Linked DNA regions of Mus musculus: region 2 is linked to region 1. A link is a contact called in public promoter capture Hi-C data. All regions are on one chromosome and are shown on one strand. The core of a region is the stretch at or near the end of the contact, and the rest is flanking DNA. Distances in the headings are between cores, read along the strand shown. Region 1 holds the start of 1700055D16Rik (RIKEN cDNA 1700055D16 gene). Region 2 holds the start of H2aj (H2J.A histone).

Region 1 (3,917 bases), core at 788-3,287:
ATTCCTATAATTAAACCTCTGTTCAAATAGACCAGGAACCCCCAATTTCGTATTAACATTTTAAATTTATAGGTACTCAACTACATTCACCAAGCTGAACTATGAGACAAGAACTTCCAAACTGAACAGAGTGAGGGGTGGGGAGGGAGTGGTAACTGTGTACTTCTGTTCCTGGCCCTGTCTACTGAAACTCACCATCTGAAACACTGAAGGAAAATCAGCACAATTCTAGGATAAGTATTTCACTTGAGTTGCTAAGATACCAGAGAGTAAAATAAAACAAAAAATTGTAACTATCATTATCAACAGTTTATACTTTCTAAACATCAGCTTATTCACCACTTACTAAAATGCAAAATAAACTTACTTCGAATTTTCTCCCCATTTGGAACTCTGATAAACACAAAATCTTACACCTTAAAACTAATAATTCAAGCTGAAGTTCTGAATTTGTCCATAAGATGGTAAATGTTATGAAAATATCAACATTCCACAATGTCTTTAAACACAATAAGTTCCACAGTTTTATTTTTTACATAAAGACAAAACCCTTTTGCAGTGCCTGGTCACATTTTGACTAGAATACACAAAGCCACAGACACTTCAGTTTTCAATTTACTTCTCCAAGCGACTGGTCTTCACCCAATAGAGAATTCTATAAATCTGAATTACAGCCTCCCACAGTGTGCTCGCTAATATTTGAATTGTCTCAATTGTTAAGCTTTTTTCCCCTTCTTCTGAAATTTACCTTTAAAGGTCTTTTCTTTAAGGGAGATGAAAAAGTGTAGGCTTTTTGAGGAAGTAGTTGTTAACTGTATGTACTATCAAGCTCCACAGAGTGGCCAAAGAGGCTTATTCCCCCTGAGAATCTATTTCAGAGAGAGAGAGATAACGTGAGCAGGAGAGAACACATACCTGGTCATTTTCCCAGCAGGTTCGATAGGTTTGATTCGCTTGTAAGAGCAGAGTATTTACTTACAATCTTTAAAAGCAAAGTGGCACCCAGCGCACTGTGTAAATAAAAACCTCAGAGGTTTAAAAACCCTCATCCTAACTCACTTCCCCTTGGTTCAGGGGACGGCACAGCCAACCCCACAGCAAATGAGATTATGCAACAGGTTTTTCCTCTCTAATCATGGGCTGATTAGAGGTGTGCGTTCTCCAAACAATCTGAGACACACAGGACTTCAAAACACCAAGGATCTTTGCAACAGGCGTTTAAGAAAAGTTCTTTCCAATTTTGCACAAGCCATTCATTTTAAGATCTCCTTGTACTTTCCCCAAGTGTATTATCAGCTTTCTGTAGGAAACAACCCGTCGCTCTTAAAGAGTTTGCATGTATGTCCTCCTTAGGGTTTTTTTTTTTCCACGTGAAACTACACCGTACACACACACACACACACACACACACCGTCCGTTGTTTCCCCGTTTTCATGTCTCACATTTTACAGCTACTGTAAATAAAGGAGTCACCGGCGGACCGTTTTCCTCCAACACCGTGACGGGAGCCCCGGAATGAAAGTTGAGTTTTGGGGGTGGGTTTTTTTTTTTTTTTCCTTGTTTAAGGAAGCGACACGGTCGCTCCCCAGGTGGCCTCGCTGGCTGCCTGCACACACACAAGGTGAATTTGGGATTATGGAAACAGTCAGGGCCCCACTTGGCAGGCGTGTTGTGTAACAGTCTGGAAGTGAGCAGCTTCGCCCGCCCAGGTGCCGGCGACCCGCGGCCCGGGGCTCGTTCGCCCGCTCGCCCGCTCGCCCGCTCGGCGCGGCGAGGCCGGGGCGCCCCCGCGGCTCGGGCCGACCCCCAGCGCGGCCTACACACCCCCCGCCGCCGCCGTCGCCGCTCCGGGCCGCCGTGGCCCGCCGGCCCCCGGCCGGGGAGAGCGCGCGGCGGCCGGCACGAGGAGCGGACGCGCCTCCCAGCCGGCCCGCGGCCCGCCGCGAACACTTACTTGAGGGGCCGCCGGCTCCAGGCTCGCGGAGGGGAGCGAGCGTTGTCACCGCGTCGCCCAGCCGTCGCTCGCGCGTCCTCCTCGCCGCCGGGGCTTCTCCTCTGAAGGGTGGGCGGAGAGCTTAGCGAGAGCCCGGGCGTTTGCAACTTTTCTTCACTTTCTCTTCCACCGCCCCCCGAAAGAGGGAAAAAAAAATGTCGACAGGGATGAAGAAGTTGAGGTAAAGTTGGGGGTCCGCGCGGGAAAAGCGAGAGGGGGAGGGTAAATGGTTGGAAACGGGATGAGAGCCCCCCCAAACGGTGATGCCCGCAGGAGGGGACCAGGGGGGGTAGTGTGGGGGTTGGGGAGAGAGAAAGAGTCGCTGGTCAGGAAACTTCAAGCGCGGATGAGGTCATCGGTTTAAAAATAAAGAGATGGCGTCACTTGAAACCAATCCCAGTGAATGAACTCAGCGGAGCCCGGGGGGGAAAGGAGGAGACGGGCGAGGGCGGGGCGGGGGGCGGGGTGGGGGGGCGGGGTCTCCGGCCCAGGCCGCGCATCGCCCGCCCCTCGGCGCTCGTCCCCGCGAGCCGGAGCCTCCGGAGCCTCCGGGAGGCGGGCTCGGGTCGCGTACCGGGCCGACCGAGCGGCGCCTCGGCGCTCCGGGTTCGCGGCCCGGGAGCCTGGGTCTGTGGCCCGCCCGCCTCCTGCCCGCGCTGGGGTCTCTCCTCCGACGGAGGCGGCTGCTCCAATGCCCCCACTCTAGGGGAAGGAAAGCAAGGCGATCTGAGAGTGCTGCAGTCAATCATTTTGTAAGAAGGTCCCGGAATCCCAAATCCGGGGCTTTTCTCTTGAGAGGGAAGTTACAGGTACTTGAAGGAAAACTGCACCGGTGATATCAAACATATCTTCACCTATGTCTTCGTCCTTGAAAGACCCTACTACACGAGTGCGGGCAAACGCAGCCAAGAATTATTTTTTCTAAAAGAATCTTTTCTGCGTGCCCTCGAGATGGCTCAACAAGTAAAGGGTCCATGCGGTGGAGAGAACCGCCTTTGAAAGTTGTCCTCAGTCCACATGCTGTTCCCCACCCCGCTACACACACACACACACACAAATAAATAAATAAAATGTAATACACACACACAAATAAAATGTAATAAGACGTTAAAGGTATTTTAGGGTTGTTAGGAGCACTGACGGCTCGATTCCCAGCACCCACATGGCAGCCCAGAACCATCTGTAACTCCAGTTCCAGGGGATCTGATGCCCTCCGCTGACCTCCATGGGCACCGAGCACACATGGGGCGCACACACAAACATGAAATCAAAACGCCCTTACACATTAAGTAAGTATTCTCGACATCGGTAGTACAGCATCATCTTTAAGTCAAACCAGAGTTCACTTGCTTTCAAGAGATGCAAGACCTACTTGAGCCTACTTTAACTCCAAGTCTTTCATGGGTTTGGGTTTTTTGTTTGTTTTGGTTTGCTTTTGCTTTTGCTTTTTTCTCCCTTCTTTTCAAAGTAGCTTTGTTTTGAGACACTACCTACTTAGGAAAATGAGAGACCTGAGGTGGCGACAACCACTCTCAGCAACTGAATAGGACAATCGAAGCTTTATTCCAGTGTTCTTTGAGCATCTGAGCTTGAAGCTTCTACTAAAAAGGACTCACGTGGATATCACATAACAAAGATGAGATCAATGACAGAAAAGCACACTTCGAGTGGACTGGCCCAAGAACCAGATTCCTGTACCCCTCAACACACGCCATCTGCAGGGTACTGAAGTAAGGATTCCGGCCTTCAAGCAGTATGTTGAGGTGAATCGATGTGGGCACCGCCTAGGTGGCTTGGCGTGCTTTCCGAGTGGGTTAGAAAGGTAACGTTTCTGTTAGTCCTCTCCCACCTTTAAACCCTGCAACAAAGGTGCACCCGTTAAGGCTGGCAATCATTAATCATTTAAGGTAACCATTATGGAATA
Region 2 (3,671 bases), core at 4-2,503, 2.0 Mb after region 1:
TTCTTTTGCAGCTAGCTCTCCAGGTGGGTGTGTCAAGGAGCAGATGACGAAAGCTCGTTCTAGGAGGGCAGAATTCAGCCAAGGAGCTATGGCTGAGCCGGAATTGCTGTGGCACTCACAAGCACAGACCCTGGAGTCAGATAGTCAGATTTGAAAGTCGCCCCTGGCTATACTGGAGACTAATTTCCATGAGTATGGTATGAGGGAACAGAGGTGCTCTTCTCTGGGCTTCCGGTTTTTGATTGTTTCCAGGTAGTTTCTCTCTTAGGCCAGGCTCAATTCAAGTTCTCCATACTCCTGCATCAGCTGGGTTTATAGGCACTGAACACCATAGTCTGCTTACTGTTGTATTTTATTTAAAAAAAAAAAAAAAAAGCCGGGGACGTTTGGTGGAGGAGCGTTATTGTGCACGTAGGGGGTAGAGGGGGTGCGGCCCATGCTGAGGTACCAGCCACAGGACGGTATAGTAGTTTATTTAGGGCATGAGGTGAGTTGAGGGGGTAGTAGCGAGAGCGAGAGAGAGAGAGAGAGCGAGAGCGAGAGCGAGAGCGAGAGAGAGAGAGAGAGAGAGAAAAGGCCGAGGGGGTGTGCGGGTGGAGGCCGGCCATGAACACGTGGAGAGAGGGGTAGGGGAATGGGAGAGAAGGGACAGAGGGCTAAGAGAGTAAGAAAGCAAGAGAAAAGTGTGGGTGTGTGTGTGGGGGGGGGCAAGCAGCTTCTTTTACAGTGGGTCAGGCACACCTGGCTGCTGCCAGGTAACTGTGGGGCGGAGCCTAGAAGAAATGCCAACACCATCATTTTTATTTTTTGAGATAAGGTCTCACTTCCTAGCTTGGTCTATAACGCACAAAGTAGCCCAGGCTGTCTTTGTATTGGTAATCCTCCTACTTCAGCTCTTTCTCCCTCCAAAAGCTAGGATTACTGATTTGAACCAAGTATGGCTTTGCTTAACTCCCCGTTTTCGCTGCCCTCCCTCCGTTCCTTCCTTATTAGGCTGGTATGGATCTTGGAATATCTACAGCTGACCTTAGGCTCCGGGCAATCTTGTATCGGCTACCCTAGTGCTGGGATTGCAGACTCGAACCACCCAGTTAACTACATCCTGGCAGCCAATCCCAACAAGTTTGAGGATGCCTGTGAACTATGTAAATTAGGACTAGAAATTTGAGCTTTTGATTGGGAGACATCTGGATGGGCGGGGGCTCTGCTTCCGCGAGCTGATTGGGTACGGTACCTGCCTGTCACGGGCGGCAGCGGCTGCAGTTTGGCGAGGCAGTTCCGGGGTGGCGCGCGTCGTCCCGGAACTGAGCGAGCCGGTGTTGGAGTTCCAGGCGCGGGGTCGAGCATGTCCGGGCGAGGCAAGCAGGGCGGTAAGGTGCGCGCCAAGGCCAAGTCGCGCTCGTCGCGCGCGGGCCTGCAGTTCCCCGTGGGCCGCGTTCACCGGCTGCTGCGGAAGGGCAACTACGCGGAGCGCGTGGGCGCGGGAGCGCCCGTGTACCTGGCGGCGGTGCTGGAGTACCTGACGGCCGAGATCCTGGAGCTGGCGGGCAACGCGGCGAGGGACAACAAGAAGACGCGCATCATCCCTCGTCACCTGCAGCTGGCCATCCGCAACGACGAGGAGCTCAACAAGCTGCTGGGCCGTGTGACCATCGCGCAGGGCGGCGTCCTGCCCAATATCCAGGCCGTGCTGCTGCCCAAGAAGACGGAGAGCCAGAAGGTGAAGAGCAAGTGAACCCGACAGACGGGTGCAGAGCCCGCCCGCCACAGTCCGCAGCCAATAAAGTCGGTGAAAAGCGAGTAATCTAGAGAGCTGTGTAGTCGCGGGACCGAGGGGGTGTTGGGTGGGGACGAGTTCCAACTTTGAGCGTGACGCAGGCCACCTGTGTGGCCATGTGCGAGCCGGAGGAACCCAGCGGGTGGATTGGGAGAGCCCCGTCGCATCACCGTGGGCAGGAGAAGCGGACCTAGTGCCCAGAGGCTACTCTGGAATTGGCTTTGCCTAACTCCCCAGTCTTAGGGAAAAGTGGTAGGGAAGGTGTTGCGAGCTGTGAACAAGAAGTTGCCTCGCTTGTCATACATAGGAAGGTTGAGCTATATGTACCCTAGCCATTTGGAAAAGACAGGAACTTGGGATCCTTGGTGGGTGCTAGTTATTTATGGTAGTATTTAAGCTAATAGATGTTACGTATTCGTGATCTGAATGCCAGCCATCTTCACATTGCACACTTGTGTTCAATATTCTTTATAATGAAGTAACTTGTGCAATACGGAAGTGAGTCACGAAGTTTGCGCTCTGGATGGTGTTGCGTAACAGCGGGGCCCTCGGTCTTAAGTAGTGTATGTTTAGCAGCTCCTAAAATGATCTTCTCTTGGTGCTTGCGGTGGTGTTACCCCTCATCCCTGCATTTGGGAAGTAGAACGCCTTTCGTGGCTAGATAGCGAGTTTGTGGCCGTTTCTGAACTACATTAGACCGTGTCTCAAAATATGTTTCTGTCTCCCCTCGAGTTTTAGCTGCATGGCAGCCTCTTATCCAGCACTGATTCTGAGAATCAGCCTGATTTTACTTAAAAGCAAAACCGATTTTTTTTTTTTTTTTTTAGGGGTGACTGTTAGCTTTCCTGGGATCAGGTTTCTTCTTTTCCGTAACTGTTGAGTTGGGTGATGGCGCCTCAAGGAAGGAAAGGGTCGTGTGAGTTAACGTAACGCGGAGAGCCAAACCCCAGGGCCCTGGAAATGCGATTCTTGCCTTGGTCATTCCGTTTCCTGCTCACTCAGTAACCATCATTCTGTTAGCAGGAGCCACAAAACATCCCATGCTACGGAGGTTTCACTCTGGGTTCTTCCCCTCCACCCCCGGGGGGGAGTCAGAGTTCAAGTCTTCCTCTTCATTTGCAGTATTTCCCCTCGAAATTTATTTCATTCCCAGTATTGGTATGACGTCTACACCACGTGCTAGTAACTGAGGGTACAGCTGTGAATGAGGCCAGCTAGGTCTCACTGTCCCGAACACGTGGTCCCCCCCCCATGGTTTCTGAAGACAGCAAAAAGGACAAATAAAGAATATATTACAAATCTGTGTCTTGACAGTGTTTGATTTTCTACTGTTTGTTGTATTGACATTGGAATTCTTGGTGCTCATCTTGAACGATGTATAAAGGTTTGTCGTACCTCTGATAAAGAGGCAGGTTGCTCCCACTGACACCTGAGGAGAACAGACTGCAATGGTGTTATGGGCGGTTTCAGGAGGTAAACTTTCATAATACATTTTTGGGGGGACTAAGTTATTTTAGAACCATGTCTTAGCATTAGGTGCTCACATTGAGAAGTACTGTTGACAAGGACTAAGGGTTTGCTCTTGTGACTTAAGTATAGGTAAGCGTGAGTAGGTAAGGTGGGAGCAAATATTGCCTCACCCTGTGGGGCACTGTTGACAGGATCAGAAAGGTGACCATCCTAGTGTAGGCTGGTGAGCCAGTGAGTGGAAGGGGCCTGTGAGTCCCTTCCTTCCCCAGTGACCATAAATCATGGGGTGACCATGACAAAGCAGGTCTTGTGTTGTACAGGTTGCAGGTACTAAGAGTTTACAAGGAGAGGACCTTTGTCATACCTGTAGGACAGCTTTTCCCAGCAGCCAAAATTTTAAAGCACTGGAGCCAAGCGTGGTTTG

Evidence for each region. Promoter capture Hi-C pulls out the DNA fragments that hold promoters and counts their contacts.
Region 2: a contact with region 1 is called in a promoter capture Hi-C map of pre-B cells, with 8 times the contacts expected there. The contact joins the promoter of H2aj here to the promoter of 1700055D16Rik in region 1. A contact is called at or near these places in 3 of 39 promoter capture datasets (cranial neural crest, liver and pre-B cells).

Annotation. Positions count from the first base shown.
Region 1 is chr6:134,790,323-134,794,239 of GRCm38.p6, forward strand. It overlaps 1700055D16Rik (RIKEN cDNA 1700055D16 gene), which reads left to right and starts at 2,038. Exons shown (of 2, transcript NR_151454.1): 1 at 2,038-2,174. Dusp16 (dual specificity phosphatase 16) reads right to left here and starts at 2,306. Exons shown (of 7, transcript NM_130447.3): 1 at 1,955-2,306.
Region 2 is chr6:136,806,995-136,810,665 of GRCm38.p6, forward strand. It overlaps H2aj (H2J.A histone), which reads left to right and starts at 1,254. Exons shown (of 1, transcript NM_177688.4): 1 at 1,254-3,080. The coding sequence starts at 1,346. The coding sequence ends at 1,735.